2 separate regions of the Mus musculus genome follow, and region 1 is linked to region 2. A link is a contact called in public Hi-C data. All regions are on one chromosome and are shown on one strand. The core of a region is the stretch at or near the end of the contact, and the rest is flanking DNA. Distances in the headings are between cores, read along the strand shown. Region 1 holds the start of Zfp354c (zinc finger protein 354C). Region 2 overlaps Adamts2 (a disintegrin-like and metallopeptidase (reprolysin type) with thrombospondin type 1 motif, 2).

What was found. A called contact is a pair of places that touch in the nucleus more often than the background predicts.
Region 1: a Hi-C map of cerebral cortex shows a contact between it and region 2, with 2.9 times the contacts expected there. The contact joins the promoter of Zfp354c here to the enhancer-like site in region 2. A contact is called at or near these places in 1 of 15 datasets of contacts at CTCF or cohesin (CD8 T cells), 1 of 484 Hi-C or Micro-C datasets (cerebral cortex), 1 of 115 datasets of contacts at active chromatin or transcription factors (embryonic stem cells) and 2 of 9 other capture datasets (adipose tissue and pancreatic islet).

The regions. Positions count from the first base shown.
Region 1 is chr11:50,824,971-50,831,869 of GRCm38.p6, reverse strand. Zfp354c (zinc finger protein 354C) reads left to right here and starts at 4,139. Exons shown (of 5, transcript NM_013922.4): 1 at 4,139-4,291; 2 at 5,360-5,444. The coding sequence starts at 5,412. It also overlaps a transcript of Zfp879 not described here.
Region 2 is chr11:50,767,179-50,774,283 of GRCm38.p6, reverse strand. Adamts2 (a disintegrin-like and metallopeptidase (reprolysin type) with thrombospondin type 1 motif, 2) reads right to left here. Exons shown (of 22, transcript NM_175643.3): 6 at 911-1,067. Among named protein-coding and RNA genes, the nearest start is that of Zfp354c, 57 kb to the left of the region's middle. Within about 2 kb of position 4,948, at least 67 of the 459 cell types and tissues checked have an H3K27ac peak or open chromatin away from gene starts, as enhancers often do. A contact at or near this core is called in adipose tissue and cerebral cortex, where this site is marked.

The DNA of each region.
Region 1 (6,899 bases), core at 2,890-5,389, 58 kb before region 2:
TGCTTGTTTATTGTTAACAATTTTGGTTCATTTTTCCTTTCTCTATTGCTGGATTTTCTTGGGCCTGCCAGCAACATGAAGACTTCCAGTATAATTTAAAGCTCAGGCCTTTTGCTGGGGCAGTCCCCCAGATGCAGCTTAAACTTAACTCAAATGTACTAGCCTGAGACTGGCCACAAGCCTAGTTCTTTGCCCCCATCTCTCTCCAGTCTCTGTTCTTTTCCGTGTCCACTTCTGAATCTCTCCCTTCTTGCCTCCCCTGTGTTAGCCCCAGCTATTGGCCATTAGATCTTTAACACAACCAATTTTTTAAGTTGTTTTAGGCAGGCTAGGAAGGGCAAACATTTACAATGTAGAATTCTAGTGATGGGCATAAAAATGACAATACCAAAATCCTGCCAGCACTTAGTTGTCTGCCTGTACAAAATTAACAGTTGAAAACACAGAGACACGCCTCAATACAATTTGAGGAAGGTCAGCCCAACAAATTCACTAAGCTGAGAAGAAAACCACCCTGAGTATGTAGGTGTATTATTTCTTGAATTGTCTTCCCACAATTTACCACCTCTGGTTCAGACCCAAAGGCACTCTAAGGCACAAAATGCCTGCCGTCTCCACTTGCTTTTCTCAGAGAGCAATTGCCTTTGCTGTATTAAATTGTGAGGTGAGGTTCCTTGGACAAATGCATTTCAGATTTTATTTTTACACACACACACACACACACACACACACACACACACACACACACACTCACACACACACACGCTTACACACACACGCTCATTCACACACACACACATGCACACATACTCACACACAACACACACACACTCTCACACACACTGACACACACACACACACGCTCACACACACACACACACACACACACAGTTTGTTAGAAATGAGAAATTACTTCACAGTGTAGCACGGTGCTCCCTGTAGCAGATGTGCTCTGTTTATATAGACTTCTCGAGTCAGCTTCTTAAGCCTATGACATTTCTAGAGCTTCCTGAGCCGCGAGAGCCTCTTTTTTCCCTGTTCCCATTCCAGGTAAGCTCAAAGCACATAACAGCACCCTCTCCACTCTTCTCTTCTGCAACCTTCCCTGTGCCTTAGAGCCATACAGATGTCTGTCTGATTGTTGTCTTCCATTCATGGCTTGAGGCTCAGTATACCACAGCAACATTCAGTATTCTTAGTGCCATGACAAACTGTGACCCACAACTACCTCCCACTGGGGAGGGGTGTTTCCCAGGTCAGGAGAAATTGCAATCCCATGGTTAAAACAGTTCTCTACATAGTGAGAATTTTTGTTTCTTTTAAAACATAGTACTGTTTTGGGAATATGTTTTTTTTTTTTTTTAATCCCAGGTGTGGGGCTGCTTCAGACTGTCCACAGCAGCTGACATGATTTGCCTCATGCTCTGGCAGGGTACATGATTCTTCCAGCTGCAGATAGTTTCTGCAAGTGTATGGCGGTTGGAATTCTGAGGACTCTTAAGAGAGTATATAAATACAAGAGCCCCTGAGAGAGATGTGGCAGCTCACCCCTCTCCTGCTGTTTGCATTGCTGGTTTCTGGTTGGCGATATCCTGACTACAAAGATCAAAATTGCCCCCAAGGAGTTCAAAGGTCCTCATCAGCAGGAAGTAGTCTAATGACATCATCACCCCCTCTCCCTCTATCCTTTCTCTCCTACCTAGTGTTGGGGGTTTGGAGGGGATAAGGGTGGGGAAGGTAAGAGAAAAAAAGAACGCACAAAGAAGCCAAAAGTCAGGTTATAGTACCACTCTTGCGAAAGGCCCTGGTTCAATTCCCAGCACTCATGTTGGGTGATTTCTAACTTGCTGTAACTTCAGCTCCAGGGCATGAAAGCTTTTGGCTTTCATGGACATCTAAACTCATATGAGAGTATACACACTTAAAAAAAAAGTTTTCTCCCACAACCAATGTTAATAGCTGCGGTTTTCTATTCCCATAATCTCAAATGGTTCGAAGGTATGTAGTACCTATTAAACAAAATAACAGCAGTAGTTTCCCTTACTGGGGACTAGGATCTCCCCAGCCACAGGTTTTGCCCTGGAAAATAGAAGTTTTCTCCAGTGAAACAGGCTTTAAATGAAAATGGACAATCCTGGCTGTACCCATACTATGTTCGTAGCTGAACAAGAATATTGGCATCGGCTCTACCCCAGGAGCCTGCACAGCTGCTTTTGAGCACTTTGACAATGAGCTAGCACATGGAGATATCTTCCAGCTCAGGCCAAGCCTGAATTCTCCATGCTCCTGCAACGAAAGAACGTGACATCTCCAGCAACAGGAACTCTCATTTAGTTCTGGAAACAAACAAAAACAACAACAAAACCAGAAACAATTGCTTTTGTAGGGTAAGAGGGCCTCTATGGCCAGTGATACTGATAGAGGCAACACATACCTGAAACTGGGATTTTTTTTTCACTCAACAGACTGTGGCTTCTGAGAGAGCCTCGGTTTAGCAATGAAGGGCTATTTAAACACCTTCACTGCTGAGTTTTTGTTGTTCTTTAGGCTGACTTCCCAGATCAGAAATATAAACTTGAGAGAGTTAAGGTTATGTTTTTCTTTTAAACAAACAAACAAAACAAAACAACGAAACCCTAGAGGTTAGAGGTAGGCAGGATCTCTGAAGGTCCATTGCTGTCCCAACCAAATGGAAATTGATTTTAGGATTCAGCAGCTAGCTGGATTTAAAAAAAAAAAATCAAAAGGCATTCAATCAATTACTTTTATTTTTTAATCCTCCTGCTTTCTGAAGCCATCCTGGGATGCACATCAAGGCCCATGTCACATTGTTTTCTGTGTATTGTATACAGTAAAAATAAACTACAATGTGTTTAGCAAATTGTATCTTATATCTTGGGTATCCTAGGTTTGGGGCTAATATCCACTTATCAGTGAGTACATATTGTGTGAGTTCCTTTATGAATGTGTTACCTCACTCAGGATGATGCCCTCCAGGTCCATCCATTTGGCTAGGAATTTCATAAATTCATTCTTTTTAATAGCTGAGTAGTACTCCATTGTGTAGATGTACCACATTTTCTGTATCCATTCCTCTGTTGAGGGGCATCTGGGTTCTTTCCAGCTTCTGGCTATTATAAATAAGGCTGCTATGAACATAGTGGAGCATGTGTCCTTCTTACCAGTTGGGGCGTGGACACTATGCCCCCCCTTAGAATTGGGAACAAAACACCCATGGAAGGAGTTACAAAGACAAAGTTTGGAGCTGAGATGAAAGGATGGACCATGTAGAGACTGCCATATCCAGGGATCCACCCCATAATCAGCATCCAAACGCTGACACCATTGCATATACTAGCAAGATTTTATCGAAAGGACCCAGATGTAGCTGTCTCTTGTGAGACTATGCCGGGGCCTAGCAAACACAGAAGTGGATGCTCACAGTCAGATAATGGATGGATCACAGGGCTCCCAATGGAGGAGCTAGAGAAAGTACCCAAGGAGCTAAAGGGATCTGCAACCCTATATGTGGAACAACATTATGAACTAACCAGTACCCCGGAGCTCTTGACTCTAGCTGCATATGTATCAAAAGATGGCCTAGTTGGCCATCACTGGAAAGAGAGGCCCATTGGACACGCAAACTTTATATGCCCCAGTACGGGGGAACGCCAGGGCCAAAAAGGGGGAGTGGGTGGGTAGGGGAGTGGGGGTGGGTGGGTATGGGGGACTTTTGGTATAGCATTGGAAATGTAAATGAGCTAAATACCTAATAAAAAATGTAAAAAAAATAAACTACAATGATTAGTGATGTGGGCTAGGGTTCTCCTAGAGTTTTGTTTTGTTTTACTTTTTTTGGTTTTAGTCTCGCTATGTAGTCCTGGCTGTCCACATGTAGTCAGTCAGGCTGGCCTGGTACCTATGGGTACCTCGCTCCTAAACCCTAAATTCCACTTTTGTCCTGTCACATCACTTCACCCTCCTAGCAAACAAGTCTGAGGGACTGACTGAGAGAGCAGGGACAGGCTTGCTGGATTTGCAGTGCAACACGACCCGACTCAGCTTTCAGAACGCGCCTGGCCCCGGTGCCTTCTGGGAGGTGTAGTCAGAAAAGACCTCAGGCATGCCGGGAGTAGTAGTTCTCTGGGGCTTCTCCCGGTGGCGGGGCTGCTCGCGGCGTTTTGGGGGGCTCCTGGTGGAGGTGATCCTGACTGTGCTAGGAGAGAGCGTCTGGGGCCGACATCCTCGAGACTGCTCGTGCTGAGAGTGGTGGGAGCGAGCGCCGGCGTCCGTGAGTGGGGTGAAGAGGGGCGACCGGGGCGTAGCGGGCGGTGGGCTTCCCGGCGAGCCCGGCGCGGCCTGGCGACTGCTCTGCGGCCTCAGGCTCGGGGATCTTTCTGCGGGTTTGGCCCTCCACGAAGCGTGGCTGGGACCAAACTGCGGATCCAGAGGCCTGTGCATCTTCTGTAGCATCTTAGCTATGCAGATCATAAAATCAACAGCCGATACCTAGCAGTCTAATCTAACTTAATGAATTAGCGCATCTAATAGCAAGTTACAGGCCCCTTGGCCCTTCATTGTGCCTATGGTGCAGAAGAAGAAACCAAGGCACATTGTGGCCCGAGAGTTCTCTGAGTCTTGATCGGAGCCTTAGACTGAAAGCAGAATTTCCTTCCCATTTGTGATGCTTGCTGTCTTGTCACTTTGGGCAGGCTGTGAACCTCCTGGCTGTCCACCTCAGCCACGTCGACAGCACAGCCCCACCTCTGCTGCACAGAGGACTGGTTCCAGGAATTCCCAAACAGCCAACACTTAAGTTCTTGCGGTAGACAGACACAGCATTTGCAGAGAGCTTGGACACATTATCCTTTGTACTTTAAATCAGTCCTGCCCAACCTTTTGACATTGCCACGAATCTTGTACAAGGTGCTAAAGGGTCTGTAGGTGGGTGTGGAGGGATCAGTGTAAGAAAGAAGAAGAGTGATTAATATACAGAAGGGATGTAGTTTTGGCAGGTTGGCTTTGTCAGTGTTCCTGTCATTTGGTACCATTATGGGTGGGTTTTAAAACTTAATTTATTTTCATGTGTGTATGTTTGTGTCTGTTTGTGTGTCTGTGCCCATGAGCACACAGTACCTAAGGAAGCCAGAGAGGATGTTGGATCCCCTGTAGTTACAAGTAGCTGTGGATAGCCCAATGTGGGTGCTGATAATCAAACTTCTTTGCGAACAAGGGAAGTGCTTTTAATCACACAGCCACTTCTCCAGACCCCTTTGTGGGTGGCTTTACCCTCCTGGCTCCAAGCCTTCCCTTTGTACCAGAATTCCTTACTACACCTTTTTTTTTTTTTTCTTCCCAGGCATATTTGGTCAGCACTCGGCTCTCCTTTGGCAGAAAAACTAAGAAGGGAAATGGCTGTGGATTTGCTGGCTGCCCGAGGCACAGTAAGTGAAGCTTGTCTTTGCATAAATTGCTTTCTGACTCAGATGTGGATGTGTTTCCATTTTCTGCCCCTGCCAATTTTTTCCCTTGCAAAATTAGCATTTAACAGGGGTATGCAAACTCCAGTTTGAAGCTGACCTGCAAAGAAAAGATACAAAAGCCTCCCTCCTCACACTTATCAAAGGATTCTGCCAGGCCCAGCACAGATGATAGCCACCACCTCATAAGACCTCCCAGGTGCTTTCTTTTTTTATACAGGGAGTCCTTCAGATGGAGTGCCTACCCCATTGTGTTAGCCAAAGACAGAGCTGTGAAGGTCTCCCTACCATTGGATCTCTCCTCTGGCTCAATCCCAGAATTCTCTCTTCTCCCTCATGTCCCATTTCCTAATTTCCTGCCTAAACCAAAGGCTTATTTATTATTTATTTTTTAAATTATTTCTATTTTTTATTTTATGTTATTTATTATATTATATTTTATTTATTATTATTATTATTTATTATCAACAGGTACCACATCCATACAGACATAAAACATAATTTAAAATATCTTCTGTGGCCTTCAGTTGCCAGGGAAATTTGGCCCTTTCTTTTGGGTTCTTAACTTCATTAATAAAAGAACCTAGACATGTACTCAGAAGCTTGAAGAAAATGTTATTAGAGGCTGAGAAAAATAACAGTTCAGGCAAGCAGTAAGTCTTGGCAGCTGCCAGGAGGAGTGAGATAGGAACAAGAAAGGCAGGTTCAGCAACGGAGATCAGCAGGCTCCTGATGGGCAAACTGTACATGTTAGGCCTGGTTCTTCCTCCCAGACCCATGCTCTCAGAAGTAAGACTGAGACTCAAAATATAGTTACACATACCTTGGCCATGTAGCTAGGCTCTGCTCTGAATAGATCATAACTAAAATAACCCAATTATTTTAACCTACGTTCTGCCACCTGGCTGGTTACCTGTGCTCAGGTACCATGTGTCTGTCTCCTCACATCTTTCCAAGTGGATCTCTCACCTGGCACTGTCCCAGAACTCTCTCCTCCCAGATGTTACACTTCCTATGTCCTGCCTAAGCCATAAGCCGTCAGATTTATTATTGACAGGTACTACATCCCACAGCAGACAGTTGTGTGGTGGGGGAAGTAGCTTTTGAGAATGGGTGAGAAACCCCAGAATGCCAAGGAAACCATGTTTAGGATTTTGGCCAAAAAGAAAAAAAGATAAATAAAAAGAAAAGTTACAGTTTTTGGAATAACTGAAAGTTGGGCAAGCTCCAAGGTGGCACTGCCCAAAGGCTTCTGGGAAGGCCGAGCACATTATTTCATTAAGGGATAATCACTCCTCCTTGTCTTTAGCCTGTCTTCAAGTGAACCAGAGTTTGGCGGTGAGAAGGTGGATAGAGGCAAACTCTGGCCAGGTGATTGACAGGCCCAGCTTAATTACCTCTTTAATTCTTTTGGAAAAA
Region 2 (7,105 bases), core at 3,699-6,198:
CACTAGCAGCCTTCAGATGGAGATGCAGAACTCTCAGCTCTGCCTGCGCCATGCCTGCCTGGATGCTGTCCTGCTCCCACCTTGATGATGATGGACTGAACCTCTGAACCTATAAGCCAGCCCAACTAAATGTTGTCCTTTATAAGACTTGTCTTGGTAATGGTGTCTGTTCACAGTAGTAGAACCCTAACTAGGACACTACTTAAGGTTAAATTGCTTAGTTTAAATATTTTAAATCATAATATTACATCTATTTGTGTGTGTGTGTGTGTGTGTGTGTTTATGTGTGCAGGCATACACATGCTACTGTGAGGTCAGAAGACAGTGCTTTGTAGTCAGTTATTTCCTTCTGTCGCAAGCGTCCTGGAAATTGAACTCTTGACCTCTGATTCAGCATCAAGTCCCTTTACCAGTTGAGCCATCTCACTTCATCAGCCCGAAACTATTATGTCTTTGCTCATTTTTTAATCCATCATCAGCTACTAAGAAATGTCTGTTAGCATCTTCAATCATGTGGTTTGGTTATTTTTTTCTCTTTTATATCTGTTGATTTTGTGTAGTTTATGAATTTATTCAAATTTGTTCCTTAGCAGCCAGAGGAAGAAACTTAACCCTGTAGGTCCAGTCTCTGGACAAGGTCTCTTCTTCAGGCTGTCAGGCTCTGTCTTGTCTATCCTGCCATTCCTGACCTTCCTCAGTTACAGCATGGCTACAGCATGGGTTTGGGAGTTTGGGTGGGAGGAAGGGGCATTGGATGGGGAACTGGGAAAATGATAAAGGTTCTAGTGGATTCCTGGAGCCAGGAGGTAGATGCTACCAACCCAGGCACTTTCTAGACTAGGTTTCAGCTCTTGGGAGTTCCCTGCAGGCCCCAGTTCTCTCTCCCTGCATCTGTAGGCACAGGACTAACCTTGCATGCCCGAGGGCCCAAAATCCTGCCGTGTGAGAAAGATGGCATGGTCGTGGTACTCATCGTGGTCTGTGTCCGGCTTCTGCTGGAGGTAGGCCCATCGGCAGACATTCTCCAGACTCTGAGAGGGGTTTCCAATCTCAATGAGGCTCATGGACTGCAGTGGATGGAGAGAGACAGGCAGACAGACAGACAGACAGATTACTATCTGGCAGATTATCCAGGAGCCGAACAGTTTGTTGTGCTGACAGAACCAAGCCATTGGGGATCTGGTCCAGGGGCCTTGAAGCTCCCTGCTAAGTCACTCCCATGACATTTGCCTTCCATTCAGCCATATTCTTCTGAATTGAAGAGAAGGTTCCTTGTCACCCTTGCTTGCTACGAACCCCTGGTGGCAAGCCATCCTCCTACCGAGCCCATTCCTTGGTCAGAGGCAGGACCCTGTTTGCCCAAGACTGTTGGGCAGAGAGCTGACCCTCACCATGCTACCCAGGCTCTTCTCAGGCATGACAACTTGCTTCCTGTAATGACTGAAGAGACAACAAAGGAATGCATGTATGTTGAACACAGAGGAATGGTCTAGTAACCAACATAAGTCTAGCCTATGGATAGGTCAAGCTACCACATCTGGCCCGTAGGCTTGCCTTGTTTATGAGGCAGGCAATTCTGAGGTGGTCACTGTCACTTGCATCCAAAAGAATTCGGAGCAACACACTTCTTTTTGCGAGAACCATGATCACTCTAGGCAAGGGCAATGGCTGGCTGGTAAAAGATAGCAGTTAGCTGATTGTCATGGCCTCAATCAGCCTGGGAAAAGAATCCCAGCCAAGTCTTGGAAGAGACTGAAGAGTTCAGCCAGAAATATACAGTCAGGCATTGGGACCTGGAGAGGAATAGGACTGGGGGCAGGAGCCAGGTTGATGCAGGGTAAGAACAAATGGGTCAATACTATGCAGACAGAACCCCTCCCCCACCCGCAAGAGGTTCTGTGAAGAGGTTGAAAACTCAGGTATCTTTAGGGGTTGTGTCCACTGAACACTAACCCATGGCTGGCATTTAAATTCCAAGGCCCAGACTTTCCAGAGCTGACTTCTTGGATGGGTCTAATGTTAAATGTAAAGTGTACAAAGCTTGGTGGGTACAGTGTCAGACCAGCACAGCAAAAAAAAAAAAAAAAACAAAAAAAAAAAAACAAAAAAAAAACAAAAAAAAACCCACCTGGGTTCAATTCCCAAGCACCCCCCAAACCAATAGTACAAGTAAGCATTGAGGAAAACAGCTTTAACATACAACAAAACTCCATCCCACTCCCCAAATCAATCAACTAAGAACTTCTGAATAAAGGCAGTTCCTAAAGTGGACACCGCCCCTCCCCCCCACCTTGTAGACAGGGGCCAAAACCGCAGGTGGACGGAACACCCCCACTGCTTTGCAGAATGGTCCCTGCTGGTTCTCTCCTCCCCCCAAGACGCTGGGCTCCAGTCCTGAGACTCTCTTGGCAGACAAGGTGATTTCACTGCCACGGCAGGATAATTTATTGAAATATTGATCTGTGTTTTTGTTCTTGCTTTGTTTTCTTCTCTGCCTGTTCCAAGAAAGCAGGCTGCTACAGCGTTCCCCAGCCTCAAGGGGTTTGTGCTATGGGAACAGAGCTCAAGGGGTCTAGGTTCTGCTTCCTAGCTTTGGAATCCCAAGAAAGGTCTCTAGAGAGCAGGGAAGAGAGACAGACTTGGGGAACACTGCCCCAGATAGGAGCCGCACTACAGAGGAGGACTCCAGGAAGATAGAACTTCAGAAAACAGTATCCATGTGCTGTGCCCTTGTAAGCCTTGATATGCATGCAGGCACCCCAAGAATTAGAGCATTCAGGGTTCTCAAGTGACAAGATGTAGGTGGTGCATATATGGTCATCCCTTAATGTCTGCTGCGGGAGTGATTTTAGTACTCCAATGAAGACATCAGTAAAGGCTCAAGTCTCTTCTATTAAAGGATACAGCATTTGCTGCATCCCCACATCTCTTTCTGTATCCTTTACATAAACTCTAAATGACTTATACCATGTACCGCAGTGTAAGTGTGGAGCACATAGTTGCTATACTGATTGTTTAGGGAATAACAACAAGATAAAAGCCTGCATATGTTCAATACAGATGTCCTGCTTCCTCCTGATTATCCTCCATCTGTAGTTGGTGCAATTGGCAGAAGCCAAGCTGTGGGTGTGGAGAACCAACTGTATTTTCTCCCAACCTTTTCAAGGTCTGGCCTATCTCAAGCAGGCACTGAGGACCCAAGGGGAAGTGTTCTTTGTTCTTACTAGGTCTGGAACATTCTAGGGGGTCCCAGAGTGCCCTGTCCAAAGGATGGTCTGTGACAAGGCATCAATATTGTATCCAGGGCTAAGGACAGGGCACATATGCATTTTAGAAAGAGCAGATTCTTATGGGGGGGAGCAGTCAGGAAGGGGAAGTAAGTGTGGCTCACTGCACTGTTAAAGGGTCAACATCTGGTGGGCGACAGGAGATGTCAGGGCCAGGGGGTGTGGACATGGGCAGAGGATGTGTGGGGAGTGCCTCACGACTTAACAGGGAGGGTGTGCGATCTGGTCACGGTGCTGTGGCGAATCTATCTTGAAGATGGTCTTTTCTGTATAGTTTGTTCACCTGGTGAAATCTCCAGGGAGTGCCTGCTTCCTGATTCCAAGGAACAGGATCCACCACTAAATGTATATACAATTGGTCGCCTTCAGGCCAAGAGGCAACCTTGGGGCCCAAGCTAAGCCACCCAAGCTAAGCTAATAGAATCGAGGCTTAAAGGGCTGAAAAGCAGCTGATGTGCCTTAGAAGCACAAAGAAGTTTCTGTCTCTTTCCCCATGCCCTTTTCCCTCACCCTCCATACTTTCCACTTGGGACCCACAAGCTGTCTTTCCCCACATGACCTTAAAAGACTCCTCCCAAGGGTCTGGAGAGATGGATCAGTGCTCAAGAGTGCATACTGCTCTTGCAGAGGACCTGTAGCCCCAGCTCCAGCTCAGAGGACCTTCCCTACTCTCATGCACATAACCATGCCTACTGACCTCCACACATGCACACATTATTTAAACACCTTTTAAAGAGCTTAGCTTGAGGCAGAGATATCTAGGACAACTGAACATGTCTAGGCCCTTGGAGAGAGACCCAAGCTGGCTGTGGGCTCCCACAGGGCCATATCTAGATACACTGCTTGTTAGACAGGGTCGAGGCTGTCCCTGTGCTGTTCAATGAGCATTCATGATGATCACAAATGGGATGAATTAATGAATGAACAAAAATCAAATATACACACGCTGGAGAGTCACGCTGGGCCAGGGAGGGCCTAGAGGCTGCAGGAACATTCCTAGGAACTCATGGAAAAGCATCACCAGCAGGGACAAGCCCAAATGCTGATGGCAACAGCCAAATTCTTGGCTCTTTGAGAACAAGCCTCTGCATACGTCTCATTTAAAATTCAAAACTGCCTAGGACATAAGCACTGTCATTATCCTAATTCCCAGATAAGAAACTTCACCTCTTGCCATTAAAGTCGTTGACTCCAAATCCTGAGGTGGAGGTGGACGTCATACAAAGGTTAGGAGGAAGTTTGGCTGGAAGTAGGTCTACTTCTAGACAGAAGGCAAAGGAAGGGCGGGCTATGGAAATAACCACCAGGTGGCGCTGCTGCTACAAGAATGCAATGCCAAGATCCTGAGGGAGGTCGGCAGGCTAAGGAACACAGCTCCTCCAGGCTGGGCGGCAGATCTGACTTGCAGCCGGGCAATGGTAGCCCTCTAGACACCAGACAGATTCTGGGGTCTCACCCTAAACAAACCAATTAAGGCTTGTGCAGAGAGCTGTATTCCAACCGCTGCTCTCTTGACACTTGACTGTTTACTGTGGAATGCGCTGAATTATTTATGTTCTTCCCTCCTTCGGTCAAGGAGACAGAAAAAACGGGATCTGCTGTTTGGAGGCCAGTCTCCATGCCTGCCAACAGGAAGGCTCTGCAGGCTGGGCGCCACCACGTGGTGTCTGTGAGCACACACCCAATCCCAGGGCCACGGACAGGGAGCTGGAGGTGTGGGGTACAGGGTGCACTACTGTTCTTGGACACTTTCAGTCCCTTTCTGGGCTCCTCTGACCCAAAGTGTTTGGGTCCAACCTGAGTACCCAGCTTAGGGCTCAGGAACTTTGACCTGTGACTGTTTGGGCAGGACATCCAGTTTGCAATAGTTATTGTTAACACCCATCTGAGAATCTATAATCCCCTGGGAGATTTGAGCGTGCCTGTAAGGGATTGTATTGATTCTGTTAACTGAGGTGAGAAGACACACCCACCATGGTGGCGCCATTTGCTGACTGGAAGCCTGGGGAGGACAGAACTGAACAGAGCTAAGGATAGGTTGTTCTTTGGTTTGACGGATAATGTGACATGACCAGCTACCTCAAGCTCTTGCCACTGTGGCTTTTCCCTCCATAATGGACTGTAACCTGGAGCTATAAACGGATATAAACCCTTCCCTTAAGAAAGCAAGACACAGTCCATACCCACAAGTCTTTTTCCTTGTCTACTCTGGCAGTGACCATGTGGCCCACTCTAGTGCCAGTGGTTCAGGCTGCAAGGAGACCTGGCTTCAGCTGGTACCAAACCCATCCCAGAATGCCCTGGCCCTGGGAGACCTCAGGCTAGCCCACCAGGCAGGAATTAAGAAAGCACACACAGGGCTGAGATTCAGGCTGTGTAGAGCTCTCTTCTCAGCTTCAGTATTGCTGACCTTTGGGGCCAGTTAACTGTGTGTGTGTGTGTGTGTGTGTGTGTGTGTGTGTGTGTGTGTGTGTCCTGAGCATCTCCCAAATTATAACAGTGAAAGTGTCTCTAAACATCAACCCGAGTCCGTGAGTGTGGGCATAAAGTTGTAGAACCATCGGTTGGGAGCATTGGACATAGGGGGAATGGCACAGGGGAGCCAGGCTCAGCTCACCCAAGATCTGTGCTCTCTAGCCTGACAGAATGACAGCAACTGGCTCATCCTCTAGGGACAAAGTGGCTGTCATGTATGACTTTTGGTAGATCACTCACCCCGTGGAGCCACGTTTTCACTGTCATATGGAGATGGTGACAGTGACTATGGGTGCCCCCTTATCATCAGGGGATGCCTGTCAGTCCCATGACAGGATGCCTGAGACAGTGAGCTGAGCAAGGCTCTGAGGACACTATGACGCGTCCTCCCAGGCAACATCACCAAGACGGAGTGATTAAAACATACACGGCTTTGACGGTTATGTGACTGTACTCTCCTCCTTGGGGAGAAATACCGCTGGACCACAGGGCCTGGAATCCCCGAAGGAGGTATAAATAAAGTCATCTGACTCCCAGCGAAGGGAGCCTGAAAGCCAGGTGGGGGTGGGGGTGGGGGCTTCAGACAGTGAAGAGTCAGCAGTCCGTCTGATCTCCGTGACTGCAGTCATTCCTGTCAAGCACTGGGGTCCCTCAGACTTCCTCTTGCTCAGAAAACAAGATTCTGCCATGTTAAGTAAGTCATCCAAGGTCCCACACGTACCCCTGGGCTGGCATGAATGCCAGGACCAGGGCCCACCATCTCTGATGGCTTCAAAACAAGTTCTGCTCTATCTAGCCTGACTGCCTGCAGCCTCGGGGACTCCCCAAGGCTGGTGTCTTCTGTTCCCATCTGTGGCATGCAAGGTGATGTGGGTGGCTCAGAAGTCATGGTACAGGTGCCTTCTAGACCCGCCAGGGGAAAGCAGGCAAGAAGGTATACCCATCGAAGAAAACCAAGCTACTAGAACAGGATTCAGTGTTAAATAAGAACTCCTGACATGGTCTAAAAATTAGACTTTATATCTTGGAACCTAATTTCTAATACAATAGTATTAAGATGTGGAACCCTAGAAAGTTATCAGGTCAGTAGGACAAAGGTCCCTGAACTAGAGTGGCTCTCATATAGCTCTGAGACCTGTCCCATCCACCACTCATGAGCATGAAGCTACCTGTGAGGACTCCAGATCTCCTGACATTCAGACTTTGGACTTTCTGGCCTTCAGAACTATGAGCAATAAACTGTCATTTATTAAGTATCAACCTAAGGTAGACTCATTAGACCAGATCAAAAGGACAGAGGCGCCCTCCGGTGGTAGCGTCCAGCATTAGCACTGTCTCATCTA